Regions from separate parts of the Mus musculus genome. Here region 1 is linked to region 2. A link is a contact called in public HiChIP or PLAC-seq data. All regions are on one chromosome and are shown on one strand. Each heading gives the region's core, a stretch centred on a gene start, on an enhancer-like site or on the middle of the called end of the contact. The rest is flanking DNA. Distances are from core to core; before and after follow the strand shown.

Region 1 (7,092 bases), core at 2,719-5,218, 550 kb before region 2:
AAGCCTAGAAATTTTGCAAAGGGTCTCAAAGACCATTTACTTATTCCTCCCAAAAAGAAATGTTGATTTCCTGCCTTACACCTCCGCAGCACTGTGAGGGACAAAGCCACGAATCACTCCACATAGAGAAAGGAGGGAGGGCGAAGCTAAGAGAGCCTCATCCACGGGTTAGAAAAGGAAACAGCCAGGCAGACCTGAGGACCCCTCACCACCAGCCTGAGAGTGGAGGACGGGCAGCTGCCCAAGGACCCAGAAACAAACTGCCAGTCAGTTGATTTGCACACACTGGAGGGGACAAATGCCGAACCTTCTCACACCAGTCTTTATCATAAAGTCTCCTCCTTGGGCTGGAAAGATGGTTCAGTGGTTAGTGGTGCTTGCTGCTCTCCCAGAGGACCAGCTTTGGTTCCTAGCACCCAAATCAGGCAGCCCACAGCCAGATGTAACTCTAGCATCACTGATACTATCAGCCTCTGAGAGCGGCCCACACACAGCATGCTATAGATATGTATTCACATAAGTAAAAATGTAGTTATCTTTTCAAGAATGGCAAAAAAAATGTCTTCCCAAAATAATAATAATTTTATAACAGTTTTAAGTGAACCTGTACCTTATTAATCTCAACCATGGCCCCTGAGTATTATTTATTTATTTATTTTGTTTTGGGGGGGTTGTTTGTTTGTTTGTTTGTTTGAGACAAGGTTTCTCTGTGTAGCCCTGGCTGTCCTGGAACTCACTTTGTAGACCAGGCTGTCCTCGAACCCAGAAATCCGAGTGCCTCTGCCTCCCAAGTGCTGGGATTAAAGGCGTGCGCCACCACCACCCAGCGGTCCCCTGAGTATTTTAATCCCACTGTACATACCTGCTTAACACTTTCCTCTGGAAAAAAAAATGTACTCCATCTATATGTAAGGCATTTTAAAAATTTTAAACCACCTCTGCATATGTATGTGTTGATGACATCCACACATTAACTGCTCGTACCCCACCTGCCCCTGCGGTCCTCAGCTGGACTCAAGCCTGGAGTTCCCAGGACTGAAAGTAGAGAAGTAGCCAGAGTCAGTGTCATACGGGAGGGGTGGGAGGTGCCAGGCATGAGGTGCCAACAGAGGATCTATAAGCAGGAGGCACAGAGGCATGCTACGAGAGGCAGGTTCTGGGCCGTGGTGACAGGGATGAAGGCGAAACACAGCAGACTTGGCAAACATTGAAGGAGGAGTGGGTTTGACTCTGTGGCATTGGCTGTGGGGGCTGGGGAAGGCATCTCAGAAGAATCCCAGCTTTCTACTTGTGTGACTGGCTAAATAGCGGCTGCCACTATCATAGATGTGCTTAAAAGTAGAAATACAGGCAGGGTTTGAACTGGACCATGCGCCTTTGAAGCTTCTGTGAGGCTGCTAAGTAGAAGCACCTAAGTCCAAAGGAAGGGCCTGGGTGCAGATATGGCCTCGGGAATCAATGACTCGTGAATGGTCATGGGTGTGGGTAACACCCCCTACAAGGAGCCCATGGTCTAACAAGAGCCCAGGGACAAAACATGGGACTCTGCGTCTGGGTAGCTGGAAAGAAAGGGATGGCTCCCATCAACAGGAAGCAGCGTCCAGAGATGGTAGAAAACCAAGAGGGAGGAAAAAGAACAGCGGGACCCAGGGGAGGGGTGCCCTGCAGAAAAGGGCGATGGGAAACTCAGTTCCACAGAGAAGACAAGGACCACCAGGAGCAGAGAGGTCCACAGTGACCATGAGAACAACAGCAGGCACGCCTCCCAGTGCCGGGCTCTTAGTTCATCTCATTCACACTGTAGCTGTGGGATATTCCAACAGGCTCAGAAGCTTCCAGGCAGAGCAGGTAAGGGGCTTGTCAGTCAGCCCCGAAGTACTGACCCAGCTCCTAAAATTGGAGATTTCGGTCCAGGGTCATGACCACGCTCCCGGTTCTGGCTATAACCCACGATGAGGAGATGCAGGAGGGGCTGGTGCGGAGCAGTGACTGTTGATGGCTGAGCATTTGCTTATCACACTACGTTCTGCACTTCCCAGAACCCAGGGGCATCGGTACTCTGGCAGCATCTCTATCTAGAGCGTGTAACCTAAATCCTTGCTCTTAAAATCTATGTATAAGGAAGACTGAGGTTTGCAAGCAGAGAGGTAGTATGCATTTGAGTATGCTTTCGAAGGTTAATTCGTGTTATCGGCCACCTGGTTACTGGATACCCACACCACCTGAAATAAAATAAAATAAAATAAAATAAAATAAAATAAAATAAAATAAACTACAAAAAAATAGAACCTGCCCGAGGCTTCTTTGGGGTCTGGACCCTTCCCCAGCTGCCCCTCCAGTAGACAGACTGTCTTCACATGAGGAAGCAAAGGTTCACCTGGCATTTGGAATCAAGAGCGTCTTCCATATTTGATGAAGTCAATACTGACTTTCAGTCCATTCTCCCTCCCCACACCATCCCGAGGTGGACCTGACTGTTCACTCCGGAGTCTGCTGCTTGCTCCCTCACTCCTCCGTCACTCCAAGTGGAGAGTGGGCGCTCCCTCTGCTCTGATGGAGCTGGACTCAGCCCAGGTCTTCCCCCATGGTTCCAGGCCTGCAGCTCTTCTGCCCCGCTCTTCATTGGATGCCGCTTACAGCCCATTTATCTCTGGGAGTCCTCTGCTTGATCAAGCACGGGTCCAATTATCTCTCTCTAAACCTGTCTGTCCTTCATGATGCAGAAGGAACAGCAAACAGAGGTCTCTATCTCAGGTGTCACAATGGAGGTTGAGCGAAGACCAAAGATAGCTTGCACTGCATGATGCTGGTTATATGACAGTGATGTGCAACCGTATTTCCAGCTGACGACCTGATTTGAATTTTTCTTCCGATCCACATACCCGAGCAGTGTCAGGAAGAGATGAGAAGCTGTGGGATTCCGTACCTTAAGCCAAAGATGGCTGCCATTTCCTTCAGTCTAACATGAGCTATTTGTCTTTTCAAAGTTTGCTGTGGATGCAGTCCCCTTTCTATGAGCTGAAAATGTCTAGTTACACAGAAAGAATAAAAAGAACCAGGAGATGTGAGTGAGGTCACACGTGTCCACATTGCCACCACCGGCTTTCTTGTTACTGCTACAGTGCAAACATCTATTATGTATCAAATATGAAACTCATTCTTAAACTTGAAACATTGGAGCTATCGGTTTGTCTTTGTCATTTCAGAATAATTCTAAACAAGTTGCGTGTCAGTTCTCTTACCTCAGCATGCAAGTATATGATAATGAATCCCCTCTTTCCCCTGCTGTAGGTCAGTGCAGCTCAATGGCCAGCCCTTAGTGATGGTGGACGACGGGACCCTTCCAGAACTGAAGCCCCGCCCGCTGCGGGCCGGCCGGACATTGGTCATCCCTCCAGTCACCATGGGCTTTTATGTGGTCAAGAATGTCAATGCTTTGGCCTGCCGTTATCGATAAGTCACCCTCTGTTCCTGAGCTACTGGTGGGCCTGCTGGACTGCTCTCTGCTCTTCCACACACGTAGCGTCCTTATTCCTCAGACACCTTCTTTAGCAACCAGCCTCTACTCCCATGCTGCTGGGAGCAACATAGACTCTCCAAAGGGAGTCTAACCGTCATAGTGTGAGCTTAGTCTAGGTAGGTGGCATCTGTCCGTAAGGAAAAGGTAGACATCCTCTGGTGTGTCTGTTTACGCATGGACAGCTGACAGCAAGCTTCCAGAGCAGTGTTTGCAAACCAGCTGCCTGCGGTCCTGACCACACAGCAATGTAACTAACTGTAAAGCCCAGGCCCTAGCCTATGGCTGCTGCCATCAGCAGAGGATGGGGGAGGAAGAGATGGGGGTGCAACTCTAATCCTCTTGTAACTCCTCCTTTGTCTGTTTCCTGCTGCTGCCTCGGGTTTCCTGACACCTCTCTTCCCATAGGGAGCTAATGGGTGAGTCAGCTCTGGCCTGCTGGGTGAGCTGTTTATATAATTTCCTGGCTGATGTATGAGTGCGTGCATCTGGGTTTCTGACAGTGGCATCCATCACTGCTGGTCCTCTGGGAACGGGTGCTTCGCAAGTAGAATGACAGTCATACTCTAAAGTTCTATTCCTCTGGGGATCTAGATTCCCTCCAGCTCAGAATGGGGGTCAGGTAACAATATTCACTGAGTGGAGAGCAATGTATTAGGCTCCACAAGAAGAAATCATCATTCTTTATGCTGCTGGGAGGGAGGGAGTTGTAGTACAAAGAAAAAGCACACGGAAACATCAAACCCAAGTGTGCGCGAGCACACACACACACACACACACACACACACACCAATCCAACAAAGCAATTTAGACCTTGCCCTCAAACTGAAAGGATTTCAAAGACTCAAAACAGTAAGAAGGCCTTAGTTGTCTGGTTGACCAAAAACCATTTAGAAGAAGAAAGTATCAATGAAGTCACTGCAGACAGTCGAACTTTTCTGTCTCTTCCCAAGTAGCCGAGTCTTAGTGCATTTTAGGGAGAAAGCTTGAAGGTGACCAGTTCCACCCTACCCCAGGTGGGTGTGCTTACGCATGGTGCAAAGTCTTCTGTTGGCTCTATTAAGGAAGGATGGGAAACTGGTCTGATAGCAAAACAGATGAATGCTATGTGGAGGGCTTCTGAGTTGGGCAGGCAGGAGAGGGACTTAAAGCCCACGCCTGGGACCTTTATTTGGCAACAGGGTATGGGAGTCTTTGGAAGCAAGTTGCAGTCACACGGACTTTCTGTGGACATGGCTGACCTCAGGAAAAAAACAACGTGAATGATGCTGCCTTCAAGGAGAAAGAGGACCCTTGACTCTCCTGGGTACCAGATAAGTCAGGGACACTGTTTTGGTGTGAATAGACAGGCCTGGGGGAGCAGCAGAGGTGTGCCTAAGATGCCTGAAGAATAAGGGCTTAGTCCTGTTTGCAAAGTGAGAGACAAGAGGAAGGTTAGACCGCAAGGTGCCCAAGACTTTCAGCTTGGAGAGCTGGGGATTTGGTAGAGGGGAGCCACCCATCTGATTCTCCCTATAAGGAAGACAGTGGGATTGGACTTTGGGGTGCTTATTTTCAGTACAGAATGAGCATCACACAGCAGATACACTAGGGCATGCAAGGGCAGAGGACTGAAGACAGGCTGGACCCAGCAGCATCTGGAAGGGTGGCCCATGAGACTGCTCACCCAGAGAGGCTCCCAGGGAGCTTCCCTTCTCAGGCACCTTCCATGGAAGCCCAGCATAGCACTGGAGGTCGGAGGGGAGGGAGGAAGGGAAGGAGGGAAGAAGGAAGAGAAAAGACAAACAGGTGGACCAAAGTCAGGAAGAATGTGGGAGGATGGGAAAGGAGACAGATGGGTTGTTGTTTTTTGGGTTTTTTTGTTATTTGTTTTTTGGGTTTTTTTTGTTTTTTTTTTTCCTTGAACATGTATCAGAATCTCTTCTAAGTACTTGTCTGGGGGCAGCTGCAGGGCCGCTGATAACAGCAAGGTGATCAGAGGCCCTTAATGCCAGGCCCCAGGCTAGTTTGCTTTACATATATAGAAGCCGCATAATAAAGTTACTGTTGTTATCCCAAGCACTTGTGAGGCATGGGACGGTCGCTAGGCTGCCCAGCATCACACAGTGAAATGGGTTGGTTTGAAGAATCATCCAGAACCTACTTAGTCACCAAGCACAGCGGCTTTTCCTGTCACCGACTTGCCCCTCACCTGGTGGACTGCTTGTTCGGTATAGCCAAGACTTCCAGAGCCCCACCCAAACACATTTTCTGTAAATAGGCGTTAATTCTTCACTAAGCCTCCCAGAATGTAGGTCATTTTTTGCCGCCTTTGTCTTTTTTCTGTGAATTAAATGCTGCACCCAAGAGGTGGAAGTTCTGTTTGTTTTTGAGCTAACAAAGGGGGAGGAGGGAAGCAATGAGATTTGTCTTCAGAGCCCCGCAGCTCTGTCTTCACAACTATCTCCAGGAAGACCTGCTTGCATTTCTCAGAGGGCACCGAGACACTCACCGGAACATCACAACTGTGCAGCAACTTTGTCACGGGGCTTCTGTCTTGATGCCCTGGGAGAGAGGTGGGAGGAACAGTGATGCTGCTCTTTCTGGGGACTCTACCCAAAGACAGTCTGCAGTAAACAGCGAGGCAGCTGGGGAGAGTAAAGCAGTCCTCCCCCAGCGGCCTCTCTGGGTCAGTTTTCCTTCATCAAGCCAGATACAGCAGAGATCATGAGAGACTTAAGAGCCCTTCATTTTAAACCAAAGAATGGGCTTGTGGATATGCGCACTGAAAGAGTAATCACTCGTAATGAGAAGTCTGTGCCTTTTGTTGAGCTGCTTTTCCGCTCCCCTTGCCTCTAGGAATGATTTTCTTTCTCATTTCTTATCACAAAGCCTCAGAATAAATTCTCTTTGTTATTGGGAGAGAAAGTCCCCATTTTTCTAATGCGCTTCGGAAAGCTGCCTCTGTGGGATATTAGCATTATCTCTGGCTGGAGAAAGGCTTGAAAATATCAGACTCAAGCAACTGTGAGACTAAAGACCTGGGGCTCCCAAAACCAGGATTCCTCCTGCAGTCTTCTCTCTCCTGGGCTCCTTCTGTAGTTCTGCCCTTCCCGGGGAATCCTGTAAGCCCCCAGAGGGCGTGGGCTCAAAGCCCTGTACTCTCATGTAGGATAAAGATAATTCTGCCTGAAGGTCCTCCACCCACTTCCAGCACCAAGGGTGAACGCTGGGGTGCTGGGGTGTTAACCCCTGAGCATCTGCAGCCAGCATATTCTGGGCCAGACCAGCATCTTCCAGTGTGCTCCACATGGGTGTCCAGCATGCACAAAGGACTCTGAGGCTGCGCCTTGCAAATCCATGCAGAGTGCCTTCTCTTCCAAAAACAAAAGGTCAACGCTTAATTTTTGCAGAAGGAAAGGCAAACCAGGTAGATTCCCATAATGGTCATAGCAGAAGCAACAGAAAGACTTCACTGTTTTGAGGTGCAAGCAGAGCTACCCAGCATGATAGTGATGTGCCCAAGAAGGCCAGGAAGGAAGAGCTCTCCCTGCAGTCCCAGCACTACTGCACCCTGCTGGTGGCTCCTCCCTTCT
Region 2 (7,394 bases), core at 670-3,169:
AAGGTGTAGCAAAGAGCCCAGTGTAGCTGGAGCTGAGCACTGGGGAACAGAAGCAGCGGACACAAAGGTACTGGAACAAGAATGCCCTGGAGACTTGTGGGCAGAGGGGGACACAACCCACCATGTGTCTAACACCCCCTCTTGCTACAGTGTTGCGAATAGGTAGAAGGAAACTGGGACCCCTTTATTCAATAGCAACATGCGGTTTTAATGGCTCCTCGCTGGAGGTACCTGCTTACTGTTGCTATCCAGTTTAAATCCCACAGCCCGGGGGTAAGGGAGGTTTATTCTTCCCATTTTTCAGTTAAGGAAACGGAGGCTCAGGGAAGGTCAGAAAGAAACACATCTATCCACCCTTCCCGATCTGACCTGTCTCACCCGTCCAGTCATGTCCCTTTCAGCTACCCCATCCTCAAAGAACATCTCCATCTGCCCAACTCTCCTTTCCGATCGTGGAGCTTTTCACAAATGCTGCCTCAGCCCTTAGAACGTTTTTCTCCTATACCCAGCTCCTGCATCTATCCCAACATATCCTCTGAGAGACCCCCTGGAGGGCTGTTTCTTGGGGCCCATCCCACATAGCTCAAACATGGCCATCCACTGCAGAAACAGGGAGTATTAACAGCCATCCCACTGCCAGGTTCCCACACAACAGGAGTGCACGGCTGGGGCCAGAGCTTGATGCCTCCGTTCCCCCAGCAATTGATTCCACACTGGTCTTGGGTTCTGGTCCTGCAGACAGCGTCAGACTATTCTAGGTTTCTTCAAATGTCTCCCGTGCACTTTCAATCCACTTCATGCTGACTTCATGATCATTTGAGCACATCCATTGGGCAGATCCATTCTGAGCCTTGGGCACATAGATGCCACGCACTTCAGGAGAATGGCTCTCATGAGTCAGGTGTGGTGATATGTGCCTGTAGTCCTAGCACTCAGAAGACTGAGGCAGGAGGGTCATGAGCTGGAGGCCAGCCTGGGCCACACAGTGAATTCTAGATCATCCTGGGCTATATAAATGAGACCCAGTCTTGAGAAAGAACTAAAGAAGAATTGGAGGCTGGTGTCCTTAAGAGAAGAGTATGGCACTGAGGGACCCTGGTGTGTTTAGTGTCATTAGACCCAAGTCCAAGGCCTGCTTCTCTTCTCTGCTACGGCATAGGCAAGTGATTGAAGCCATATCTTCACATATACTCTGGCCCAGACTATCTTCACATATATGCTGGCCAAACTATAGCTTCCCCTGTGAGTTCTGAAAGAACTGCAGACAGTATACTCTCACTGTTGGCCCAGCATGCCGCCTGCTCACCTCTCATCCCACTCCAGGTGTGCTTCAGGGCTGTCCTGAAGGGGAACACCTGGCCACTGTGCTCTTGAGAAACCTCAGACATCTCCCTTGGGTACTGAATGATCTGCAAAGGCCCCAAACAATAGGTCAACCAACCAGCCAAGCCTTGTTAAAATATGTTTCCAGTACAGCTCAGGCACCCGGAGACTCAGTAAATACCCTGGAGTCTAATTTAGAAAGGAGACTCAGAACTGACAATCCGGACATGGCCTTGCTGCTCACCACACTCTGCCCTCGCCTCTTACCAGCGAGGTTCTGAGTCCTCAGTTCTAGGTCACCCAGAGAACTTAGCACATACTAGCTCAGTTTGCCTAGTTAGGAAACCCTGAGGCTCCCAATAGAAAGCTGTGGTGTTGACACCATGACCGAGAGGAACAGACCTGCTATGGCACCTCTTCCAGGGCTGTCAAAGTTCCCGCCAGCATCCCAAGCTGTCCCAGAGTAGAGAGGCACTCTGTAGAGGACAGCTAGCAAAGCCTGGGTGCTCAAAGCCAGGCTCTGGGTGGACAGCCCATGCCACCGTATCCCGCTGGGTTATTTATAAAGTGTTTTCAGATGAGTCAGGCACACACTGCCCAGTAAGTACCTCAGAGAATGTGCCAGGAGAAATGCTATAAATAGCGTGGATTTCTGGGCTCCCACCGACCCCTAGCAGCCTACTTCTTGTAGAAAGGTAGGTAGGAGGATGGGGCGTGCGTTGGCCAGCCATTGTCATGACCCCAATAGCAACCTGAGGCCAGCAGGAACATGAGTCCTGGCAGGTTAGTCTGTGGGGACAGATGGGAAGCCCCAGGCTGGGGGAGAAGAGCCTTAGCCAGGCATTTTATAGACACAGACCTCAGCCCATTTCCCCACCCAGACTGACAGATGTGCCCGAGAAGGCAGCCTGCACCCTGGTTCCCCACACTGCCAGTTCGCACCTCTATTCAGAGTATACAGCTCTCCACCTCCAGAGTGGAGCCCAGAGACCAGCTATTTATATCTCTCTAGAAAGGGAGCCAGGGCCCCCAGCATCCCTGCTTCCTCCCCCTCTTGGCAGTTGCTAATTACTTCCTCAGCTGGGTGCAGCCTGCTACCCCTGGCTGAAGCCACCAGGAACAAATGCACCTGTGTTCACACCAAACATCCCAGGGAGGCTAGGCTCCCATATCCAGGCAGAGTGTGACCACCCAAGGCCTGCCTCTGGGGTCAGGACTCTATACCTATAACACCATTCTGTGAGTCTCAGAGGAGGGTCTTTAGGACCCACCCTGTTCTTGGTAGCCTCCATGCAAGCTAGAGGGTTAGCCTGCCATTCAGCCAACCTGCTGTGTGCCTGGCCCTGGGCTCAGCTCTGTGGGAAGAGGCAGGGAGGGCAGAGAGATGAATAAGCCTGCCCAACCGCCCCCGAGGGATGCAAAGACATAAACAACTCATTATGCAGTGGAGGAAGACTGAAGCAAGTGCTAAATTAAGGGACAAGCTGGGCACAGAGCCTGCAGGCCCATGGTTCTAGACTGTTTTTTTATTTCTTATAATAAGTAATTCATGATCATTTTTACAAAGAATCTGTATATGCAGACAAAAGAAAACTTATAACGTATTCATATACTATACTCATTATCCCATACCCAAAGGCAGCTATATCCAGGACTGTCACACTTCATTAAATGGAATCCAGATGGGTCTCAGATCTGAGGGTGGGGACCCTCAGCCTGGCTGTGAGATGGTCTTTAGAACACAGAAATTCATAAGAAACGAATAGAAGGGTTTCAATTTGGATAGTGTGACATAGTTATATGAAAATATTCAAATTGACATTGATGCCCAGAAAATGTATGGAAAGGCACACAGTAGGTCAGGGATTTAGCTCACTGGTAGAGCACCAGCCTAGCACAAGAGGCACTACACTGAATCCCTAGTACTGCAATCATAGTCACAGTAAATAATAAATTTTTAAGTCTATTTTTGTTCTGATTTTTTTTTTTTTGAGATGGGGTCTACCTACAAAGTCCTTACTGTCCAGGAAGTCGCAGAGATCCAGCTGCCTCAGCTTTCCAAGTGCTGGGATTAAAGGTATATACCACTACATCACCCAAGTATACTAGAAAATTGTGAAATGTACTCATTAAAGGGCAAATGAGTCAGTCTGGGAGAAAGAAGAGGGAGGAAATAAAGATACTTTTTTCCCATAGAAATTTCTTAATTTGAATTGTTACTATGTATATTAAATATGTTATATATATATATATATATATATATATATATATATATATATATATAAACAAGTTTTATATGTATATATATTAAAATGTCTCCCCTTTACAGTGCTGGAAGTCTAATCCGGGACCTGTGATGCTGGGCAAGCCTCTACCACAGAGTTACAGCCTTGTTACAATTACCCTGGTTATGAAACAAGGTTTCACTATATGGGGGGAGGGCTGATGTCAAAACCACAATTCTACTGCACCCCCCCCCCCCTGAGTGCTGAGATTACAGGCACGGGCTGCCACATCCAGCTAAATTACTTTTAAAACAATTTTGTAAGTTTTTACTAATTTTCAAGTTTTTCTACAGTAGATCATCTTTTCACTCAGAAGAATAGAGTCTTAAAAATAAAGAGAGCAGGCCAATGAGAGAGGGGGGTTTGAGGGTAAAAAATGCTTATCGTTCAAGTCTAATGACCTGAGTTCCCCTCTGGAATCCATGGGAAGAGAGAACTGCCTCTGGAAAGTTGTCCTCGGATCTGCCCACCTGTGCCATGGCACACACTTGCCGGCACTCACGCACACTTCAGGGACACACATACCCATGCTACTGATACATTGAGATTAAATAACAAGAGATAATTATTCTTTGGAACAGTGTGACAGAATTAGTATATGACCCAACAATTGCACTGCTTAGTTTATGCTCAAAAGAACTGCAAACAAGATCCTCAGTTAGGCAGTTGTTCACACATATTCAGTAACAGAGCCAATAACCAAGAGGTAGAAAAAGATGTCCATCAAGGGCCAATGAAACTGTGGCATATCCATAAAATGGGTTATTACTTGACCGGAGAAAGGAATGAAATAATAGCACATGCTAAAACATGGATGAACCGTGAACACATTATGCTAAAGACACAAAATGTCACAGAGAATGGTTTACTTTATCTGAAATGATCATAATAGATAAATTCATTAAAAGGGGAAGCAGATTAGGTTGCCGGGGGCTGATAGGAGAAAAAAAAGTGATCACTGAAACTTGTGTGTGTGTGTGTGTGTGTGTGTGTGTGTATGTTGTGTACATTTGTGCACAGGTGTGTTCATGTGTGTGTGTGTATGTAATGCACATGTGTGTACAGGTATGTTTATCCATGTGTGTGTACATGTGTGTGTTATGCACATTTGTGTACAGGTGTGCTTATCCATATGTGTGTGTGTATGTGTGTGTTATGCACATTTGTGTACAGGTGTGTTTATCCATATGTGTGTGTGTTATGCACATGTGTGTATAGGTATGCTTATCCGTGCATGTGCGTGTGTTGGACAGCAGTTGACTTGTATTACTGCTCTTTGCCTCATGTTTTCAGACAGGGTATCTCATTGGACCCGGGGCTCCCTGTTTCCAAAAGGCTGGCTGGCCAGAGAGCCCCAGGATCACCCGTTCACCCTCCCCACCATTGCACCAGGATTTTATTTGGGTGCTGGGGATCTGAGCTCCAGTCTTCATGCTCACACCGCAAGCACTTAACCCACTGAGCCCTCCCACAACCTATAGCTGGTTCTTCTAGCAAAGTTTACCTTCCTGCATGTGTTTGTCTAGGCAAATCTAGTCCCTGTTAGATTTCTTCTTGAGAGCAAAACAGTCCAGGCCTAACAATCTGATTCATAGGAGTTCAGTGATTCCACTGCTAATTATTAGGATCCAATTACATCCCTTGGCTTACAATCTAGGAGCCGTTTCCTAGGAACTACCACACTTGGGACTCTCCCAAACCCCACAAGGGATGGATGGATGTTTCCTACGATACAGACATGGATCAGAGATTAGAGATCTAGACCTAGGAGCTAATCCCCTTTGTTCTTAAATAGACTTGACATGTGTTCAACTCCTCCAGCATCCTCTTGACAGTACCTTTCTTTGCCGTTCTACTTTGAGCATATATATGGCTCTGTAAGTGTTTCTGCAAGGCAGTGTAGCATTGACGCCAAGGTGACTATGACTAGTCTGTGACTCCTTCCATCTGATGTGATCGTTGCTGTGGCTGGGTTTGAAGTTACCTGACATTTTGCTGATTGTTCTCTGTGTCTGGTCCCCTTTTTTTTGCCTCTTTGAAGGCTACTTCCAATGTCTTCACCAGATGACCAGTTAGAGTTCTGTTGTTTTACTTAGTGCGTTAGAGTTTATGGCCTGCATAGCTTTCTCTCACTGCCTACCCTCAGTGATGTTACACACTTGACACTGTATGAGGGCATCACAGTGGCAGCCTTCTGCTTTGCTCCTGGCCTGTTCCCTTCTCTATGACAGGCAGTCAGCAGGGACAACCATAACACTCTGAGGTCCAGAATCTTGAATCCTAATTATTGGGTCCTGTGTCTTGAAAATCATTACTCTGAGAATGCTGTCTGCTTGTTTTTTAAGTGTTGCTATATGGAGGATAAATGCAATCCCATCCCTTATTCATGGCTAGAAGAAGCCAACTGACACACACACTTGGACATCAGGACCCAAGCAAAGACCCTTACCCAAGGTTAAGCAGCTTAGAAATAGTCAGAACTATGCCGGGGCCTAGCAAACACAGAAGTGGATGCTCACAGTCAGCTATTGGATGGGTCACACGGCCCCCAATGGAGGAGCTAGAGAAAGTACCCAAGGAGCTAAAGGGAACTGCAACCCTATAGGTGGAACAACAATATGAACTAACCAGTACCCCGGAGCTCTTGTCTCTAGCTGCATATGTATCAAAAGATGGCCTAGTCAGCCATCACTGGAAAGAGAGGCCCTTTGGACTTGCAAACTTTATATGCCCCAATACAGGGGAACGCCAGGGCCAAAAAGGGGGAGTGGGTGGGTAGGGGATTGGGAGGGGTGGGTATGGGGGACTTTTGGGATAGCATTGGAAATGTAAACGAGGAAAATACCTAATTAAAAAAAAGAGAAAAAAAGAAAGAAAGAAATAGTCAGAAGGAAGTGGATCAGGTGTCGCAGCCAAAGCCAGTGCTCTCCTCCCACCCCACTGCTCCTGCAGGAACTTCCCTGTGAGAGCAAAAACCCACATCAGCGAAAGTAAAACAGACTTTTGCTGCCACTGCAAAAAGCCACTCGGCAGTGTCGCCGCCTTTGGAAGCCAGCATGACAACTGTCTCACAGAACGGTTATGTAGAACTTTCAGCAGCTTCCTAGGCTCACCCTAAATGTTCCCCCATCCCCACCTTCAGAAACCTCTGTGGTCTGTTCTTGTGTCGTTTGACATCTGTACCAGGATGCTGGGATCTGTCAAGGATTGCTGGAGCTGGCTCCTCACCAAGTCTCTTGTCACCCACACTCTAGTGTAATGATTGAACAGTGTCTTGTGTCTATCCCTTCTTGTAGATCTTTCATTTGGTGTAGTCACCTCATTAGGAGAATGTGGCATGAATTCATGTGTGCATATGTGTGTGTGTGTGTGTACATATTTATGAGAATGCATGTTGATTTATTTGCAAGGATGGGTCCCATCTCACACTACGGAAGCTGACATTAAAAATACCATCAGTTGGTAGAATGCTCAGTCATGAAGGGACAGTTTCCATCACCCCCTTCACAGCTCAGAGAACACCACAGAACAGGAGACCTAAAAGAATGTAAGAGCAGGAGGGAGAACAGGGAGTGGTGTGGGATGCAGGGCATTGCTGTAGCATCCTTCAAGCCAAAGCAGCCACGATTACCTGCACAGATTGCCTGCCTGAACCCAACACCCTCTAATGGGGTCAGGGGGCTCATAGGTCCCTGGTCCTCCCTGAGGACTGAGCAAAGTCAATGCTTGCTGGGAAAGGGGAGACATTTCTTCGGTGGTATAGCCACTGGCAAAGTGCCCAAACTC

What was found. HiChIP or PLAC-seq counts read pairs in DNA pulled down with a chosen protein or histone mark.
Region 1: a FOXA1 HiChIP or PLAC-seq map of pancreatic cancer cells shows a contact between it and region 2. The contact joins two enhancer-like sites. A contact is called at or near these places in 6 of 39 promoter capture datasets (the 3T3-L1 cell line, the HPC-7 cell line, cranial neural crest and 3 more), 5 of 115 datasets of contacts at active chromatin or transcription factors (the NIH/3T3 cell line, embryonic stem cells, large pre-B cells and 1 more) and 1 of 9 other capture datasets (adipose tissue).

The regions. Positions count from the first base shown.
Region 1 is chr19:42,785,312-42,792,403 of GRCm38.p6, reverse strand. It overlaps Hpse2 (heparanase 2), which reads left to right. Exons shown (of 12, transcript NM_001081257.2): 12 at 3,292-3,809. The coding sequence ends at 3,457. Among named protein-coding and RNA genes, the nearest start is that of Hps1, 8.9 kb to the right of the region's middle. Within about 2 kb of position 3,968, at least 14 of the 459 cell types and tissues checked have an H3K27ac peak or open chromatin away from gene starts, as enhancers often do. A contact at or near this core is called in pancreatic cancer cells, where this site is marked.
Region 2 is chr19:42,233,081-42,240,474 of GRCm38.p6, reverse strand. No RefSeq gene overlaps it. Among named protein-coding and RNA genes, the nearest start is that of Golga7b, 19 kb to the left of the region's middle. Within about 2 kb of position 1,919, at least 57 of the 459 cell types and tissues checked have an H3K27ac peak or open chromatin away from gene starts, as enhancers often do. A contact at or near this core is called in pancreatic cancer cells, where this site is marked.